Linked DNA regions of Sus scrofa: region 1 is linked to region 2. The links are chromatin contacts, called in public promoter capture Hi-C maps. All regions are on one chromosome and are shown on one strand. Each heading gives the region's core, a stretch centred on a gene start, on an enhancer-like site or on the middle of the called end of the contact. The rest is flanking DNA. Distances are from core to core; before and after follow the strand shown. Region 1 holds the start of STON2 (stonin-2). Region 2 holds the start of TSHR (thyroid stimulating hormone receptor).

What was found. Promoter capture Hi-C pulls out the DNA fragments that hold promoters and counts their contacts.
Region 1: a contact with region 2 is called in a promoter capture Hi-C map of fetal liver, with 3 times the contacts expected there. The contact joins the promoter of STON2 here to the promoter of TSHR in region 2. A contact is called at or near these places in 2 of 5 promoter capture datasets (fetal liver and liver), 14 of 47 Hi-C or Micro-C datasets (adipose tissue, alveolar macrophages, embryonic fibroblasts and 10 more) and 1 of 2 datasets of contacts at active chromatin or transcription factors (alveolar macrophages).

Annotation. Positions count from the first base shown.
Region 1 is chr7:104,188,127-104,191,167 of Sscrofa11.1, reverse strand. It overlaps STON2 (stonin-2), which reads left to right and starts at 1,435. Exons shown (of 8, transcript XM_021099580.1): 1 at 1,435-1,599.
Region 2 is chr7:103,767,678-103,770,908 of Sscrofa11.1, reverse strand. It overlaps TSHR (thyroid stimulating hormone receptor), which reads right to left and starts at 1,973. Exons shown (of 10, transcript NM_214297.1): 1 at 1,751-1,973. The coding sequence starts at 1,920.

The DNA.
Region 1 (3,041 bases), core at 186-2,685, 420 kb before region 2:
GAAACACAACACAAGAAGCAGAACAGCAAAGAATCTGTTGTGCCCTCATGTTTTTACCAGGTGCCAAGTATATCTTTTCAGTACAAAGTGAATTGGTTAGTTGTCCATCGATATCAACTGGAGAAATCTGAGCTACTTTTCTCCTGGGGTCTTTGGTTCCTCAAAGCAGATGACTTTAAGCTCACTCTAGGGCAAAAACCAGGCTGTTTAAAATGCGTCAGTAGGGTCTTTTAACTTCTCTACCAAACTAAATTTCTCACTCATGGTTCTGTCAACAAAGGACAGTAGAACTAGGGGGAAACACCTGTAGGAACCCGGTTGCATACTTGCTGTCAAGAAGACATTACTGCAACCTAAGTCAAAGGTCCTAAAATAGAATCTGTACTGTTTTTTTCCTACTCATTGTCTGGATTTTTTTTGGGGGGGGGTCTTTTTATGAGTGGTAGAACAAAGTCCTAGGGGCATCCTAATTTATGGTGCTTGCTTTTATTCCTTAGAAAGATTCCGTGCAGGTGAGAGAAAATGTTGGGAGGCCTAAAGACTATGAAATGGAAGAAGAAATGGAAGATGGGATCAATTTTAATTCCCCACAATCCCTCTCCATTCTAACCTGTGCCCCTCCTTCACAATGTGAAGAGACTGAGTGTGTCTTCCAGGAGAAAATCTCCATATTCAGAGCTGACACCACGCGTCCACACGGGACACGTGGGTATCCTTATGACAGCTGTTTCCTGTGTTCCCGAATTAATACATGCAAAGTACTTGGAAAACTGGTAAATATTACGCGCCATGAAAACATTAGGGTTATTAATATTGTTGTTATTCAGCCTTATCTCCCTAGTTAGGCATAAATTCCTCATAAAACAACACTTGCCGTCTTTCTCGTTCTTAATAATTTATTAACGTGATTAGGACTTTGGATAAGTCGCTTACCCTTTGCAAGTTTTGGTTGGACCACAAAAGATCGTGTGTCAAGTACTATCTGAGTCTACAAATACAATTTGGCGCCCACTGTTTACAAGCCACTGCCCTGTGTCCTACGCCCTTTTTATAGTAAAAATATTAAATGAACGTGAAGTCAAAACCCTACGTAGGAGTGAGACGGGAGAAGCAATGATTTCCACGATCCAGCTTGGCACCGGGTGTGGGAGAGACTCCCAGACGATCCCCACTCCCTGCCATTGCCGTGCTACTCGCAGCGACGCTTTGCGCCCCGCTGGGTGCTGGACTCCACTCGCGCGGAGGAGCAGATCCCGGTCTCAGCGTCTGGATTCCGACCTCGGGGTTCAGCAGGGACACGAGGGTGCGGTGCAGGGTTGTCCAGAGCAGGTCCTGTCGGCTCCCGCCCCGCCTCACCGCCCAGGCTTCCTGCTGCCCAATCAGGGCGCGGCTCGGGCGTGATCTGCGACCAATCAGGAACGGCTGGAACGGTGCCGGGAGTCCGCGGGCGCAGAGCAAGCTCCGACTCCCGAGCCGGCGCGGGGCTGCCAGGAGCGCGGCTACAGCAGCGCAGCGGACGGGGAGCCTCGGACCAGCCCAGCTCGCTCTGCCGCGGCGACCTTCCAGCCGACGCTCGGGAAACAGCGGGCCGCGTCTCAGGTAACCTCGCCGGCGCCCCACAGGGGGAGGGCGAGCGTGCCCTGGGAGCGGGGCCCCGCAGGTGGAGCGGGCGGGGGTCGGGCCGGCCGCTAGGTCCTAGCGCCGCGGGTGCTGCCAGAGCCCCCAGAGCCCCGGGGCTAGCCTCGGCCGGAGCCCCCGGGAGACGCGTTTCCACCAGCCCCCGGCGTCCGGGTGTGAGAGGGAGCTAGGTGAGGCGGCGGGGGTGGATTGGGGAAGACAAGACACCTGCGACACCCGCACCCTTACACAGACTCTGCCTATGGGTGTCTTCCCTGAGAGCTGGGTCCCCGGCCGTCTTCATTGGCCCAAGTAGGGAGGCGACAACAGGTGTCCCTGCGGACCGTGCTTTTCTCCTCCACGCTCTGAGCCTGAAATCCCGGCTTTGGCGTTCTGCCCCACCTTCGGGGTGTTCGGAGACAGGACCCCAGCCTCGCCTCTCAGGCGCGCTGCCCGCTGGACAGCGCCCAGAGGCGTCTTGGACCCAGCGGACCCGGGCTTTGGATGGAGTTTCCTCCTCGCGTTGCCAAGCAATTTGCAGGACACCCGCCTCTCGATGAGACCATGAGAGTTTGTGTGGGGGCTGGGGGGTGGGGATGTGTGTAGGGGTGTGTGTGTGTGTGTGTGTGTGTGTTGCAGCCTCCACTAAAAGGGCTGTGAGTGAATCATTAACTGTGGCCTCTGCCTGTCTCTTAGGCAGGGCCTGACTCTTCTAATCTGTAAAGTGAGGGCAATGCTTTTACCTGCCTGATAGCGTTGTTTTGAGAATTAAATGAGCCAATGCTGAAAAACACTGAGGACGGTGCTAAATACTCAGTAAATGCTGGCTCTTACTATTTATTCTTCGGAGTGGATGGTCTTTTAAGAAGACATGTCCAAACTGGACCAGTGACTGTTTGGAGCTCTGAACAGCTTTTTACACTTAAAGCAATATTAATGTTACTGGGCGGTATCATTTAAAGGTACAAAATCCTGGGGATTTTGAGGGATTAAAAAAAAAAAAACTGCTTCATTGGAATGGTGAGAGAGATAAATGGATTCCAATAGAAACTGAGAAAACTCTGTAGCCCTTGAGAAAATTGGTATGAATATTATGTAAAAAGTATATCATGGTGCTTTATTGAATCTCACTAGTGTGGCTGATTTGGGGGTAAATTTTGAAGGTTCTTATAACTCCTACTCCTCCCTTAAACAAGTAGAGAGTGGAGAACAAGGGAGAGAGAGAGAGAAAGAAGAAAAACAAAAAGTCCCACCACAAAACAAAATACAGGCAGCTCATAGAAACCTAAAATTGCAGTTGCCACTTCAGGTGATTTTTTTTCCTGTTTCTGACCCGGGTGGTCTGGTTCAGTTCTTTGTCACCGTGTCACTTAATTGAAGAGTTAAGTAAACGCTTAGCCCCAAGAATTTGTCTTTTGAAAATC
Region 2 (3,231 bases), core at 724-3,223:
AGTTATAAGGAAAGCCGTGTGTAAGGGCTAGGATAGGGTTCAACAGAATGTTGTGGGGGAAGGTAGCTCACCCAGCCTAGGGGTCATGGGTCAAGAGAGGTTTCCTAAAGGAGCTGACCCCTAATCTGGACCGTGGAGTAGGCATGAGCCAGATGAAGAGAAGGGAAAAGTTGCTTTAGGCAGAGGGCACAGAACATGGGAGAGAAGACAAAAGCAGCTGGGAAAGCAATGTACTTTGAGGAAAGTGCCAGAAATTCCTTTCAGTAGGAGTAGAAAGTGAGACGGAGTAGGAGCTCTGAGGTGTGAAAGAGTAGGCTCAGTCTTAAAGGATCTTGTAGGTTGTACAATAGTTTTATCATAGGAGCCATAAGGAGTTAATCAAGAGCAAAAGAACAAATTTCATTCTGTGGTGGCACCACGGAGACAGAAGCCACCACTTGGAAGTTATTGCACTAATTAATCCAGGTGAGATAAGAAACGGAAGCATCTCAGCCCAGAAAGACACACCTGTGCTAAAACTTTTAGAACCTACTGTTGAATGTCCCCATGAGCTAAATTCTTGAGGAAATCTTAAATACAACTTCACCATTGCTTTTCATTTATCTACATTTTCTTTCTCAACCTGTGCTTTCTTCCCTTAACTGGTTTTATCCAGTTAAGTAAACAGTAAAAGCAGATTGTTTTACTGTTCTTTCTAACTGTTCTATTTCTAAACATCCAAGAAAGGCTTCTTTCCTTGTTTACAATGATACTTTCAATTGTCATCGATTTAAATGTCTGTTAAGGAACAGATAAATAAAACTTCTTAAACATCAAGTTTCTGATTTGGTAATATTTAACATGCAGATTAAAATGTGTTTTATGAAATTCTGTCTCTTCATACCTCTACCATTACTATCCCAAAGGAGGTGATACATTGGTGGGTAGTTCATATGTAAATAAGTAACTCAGATACTTCCTACAAAGTTAGCTTCTTACAAAGTATAAAGGGTATACAGTCAACCTTCCATATGTGCAGTTTTTACATCTACAGATTCAACCAAACCTGGATTCAAAATACACAGAAGAAAAATTCCAGAGTTTCCAAAAAGCATAACTTGAATTTGCTCCACACTGGCAACTACTGACACAGCATTTACATTGTACTTAGAATTATGTACATAGTATTTACATTGTATTAGGTATTATAAGTAATCCAGATGATCTAAAGTATACAGGAGAATGTGTGTAGGTGATATGCAAATACTACGCTTGAGCATCCTGAGATTTTGATATACCCAAAACCAATCCCCATGTATACCGAGACAATTGTATTTTGAAAAGAGCCTTGATTAAATTTTTGTCAATTATTGGATGAATCAAGAGACCTACTCAGATAATCTCCCATCTAGAAAGATTAAAAGTTGAAACACTTTTTTTTGCAATTTTTCATCACACAAAATAAGATCAAAACGATCAGTTCATTAGTTGCTATTAATCTTTGAGTAAAATTAAGATTCAGCCAGGACTAGGAATAGGCAAAGAGCAAAAGAGCAACTCTTCAGCAAGAACAGCTCTCACTTTAACCTTTACTAAAGTTTAGTTGCCTTTTTTCTGTTTGAAGTAACTATAGAGTCAGCAATCCCAAATTTGCCGCAGCCCCTCCCCCCCACACCTTGGCCTCTTCTCAAGCTCTTTTTGTGCACTTCTATCCACCTCTTCCAGCTGTCTTTGGCAGCTGAGTCCTCCCCGTCCCCTCCCTGGTACTCACAGTGTCTGAGTATTGGGTGGTAAGGGGGGGATGCTGTGGATATCCTTGCAGGTGACTCTGAAGTCGTCCTCCTGGTGGCATTCGCAGGGCGGAGACGGACACCCTTTCCCCCTGAGGCTCCTGGGCAGGGCGAGAAGCAGCGCCAGCTGCAACAGGGGCGTCAGACTCATTTTCCTCGGGCCTCCAAGGCTATCTCTTCATCTTCAGCCCTCTGCGCCTCCGGTGCCCTCAGGCTGATGGAGCAAGGGAAGGGTGGGAGGAAGGAGGAAGGGGTTGTGACTTCAGCACCAAAGAGGAGGCTGGAGAGAGGAAAGAAGAGGCTCTTAAGTGCTCCGTTTCCCTGGGCAACTCTCCACCCAAACAAGCTTGCTTACTTTCTTCACTTCTTGCCCGACGCCTCACAGCCCGCTCCGTCTGTTCCCTGACACTCCACACCAGTCCCAGCTGTCCCCTCTGCTTTCCAAACTGCCCCCTCGTGTTCCTCCCATTATTTCTCTCCAAAGCCTCACTTAGATGTCCTCTTCTTTCCTTGTCGCTAAACCCAGCGGGCCCCCTTTTCCCGTGGGTAACCTCCCCAAAGCACTGCCTGTTGGGATCCACTGCACGCACCCTCTTATTCAGAGAAAGTTCCAGCGGAACGGACAGTCTCGGGCGGACAAGGGTCCCGCACACTTTCAGCTCCTAGGACGCCTCTGCTGAGGGTCGGAGGCGGACACACGTGGCTTGCCAGCCCGAGGTGTGGCCAGGGCCGGGGCGAGACACCCCTGGAGGATCCTCTTGGCTCCCCAACTTCAGCGCAAGCCCGGGCTGGGCGCGCAGCCACAGGAGCAGAAGTCGCCTCGAAGAGGCGCCTAGTGGCGTCCGGCTCTGCCTGCAGACCGCGGACTCGGAGAGGCAGGGCACGAACTGGGCTCTGCGGCCACCTGCTGGGGAGAACCGGGAGCGGCAGAAACAGTTCGAGCACCTTGAACTGAACAATGAGCCCGCTTTGCTGTACCAAGTTGAAGCCAACTGGTAAATTCTGGTCTGCCCAGGAATTCTATCGAGCCATATTTCCCCCAGAAGATGGGAAGAAAAAGAATACCTAAGTGGCACAGTATCATCTACTCGTCATTCTTCAGACAGTAGCCAAAAAGATAAATTTAAATAGAAATCAGGTTGTGCCAATTTTCCTCTTAAAAGCCTTCCATTGCTAATTATTTCTTCTTGGGGTAAAAGGAATATCAATTTCTCACATACTGTATCATCTCATTTATGTGAACTTCTGATATGGGGGAAAAGCTGTGGTGATGGAAACCAGAATAATGACTAGGGGAAACACTGGAAAGGGACAAGAGAGAACTCACAGGAGTAATAGAAATGTTCGACATCTTGATTAGACTGGACATAAATGGATGTACATTTTGCCAACATTTATTGAACTGTATACTTAAAGGATGTGTACTTCAATCTTTGTAGTGTCTTTATTCATAATCCCCCAA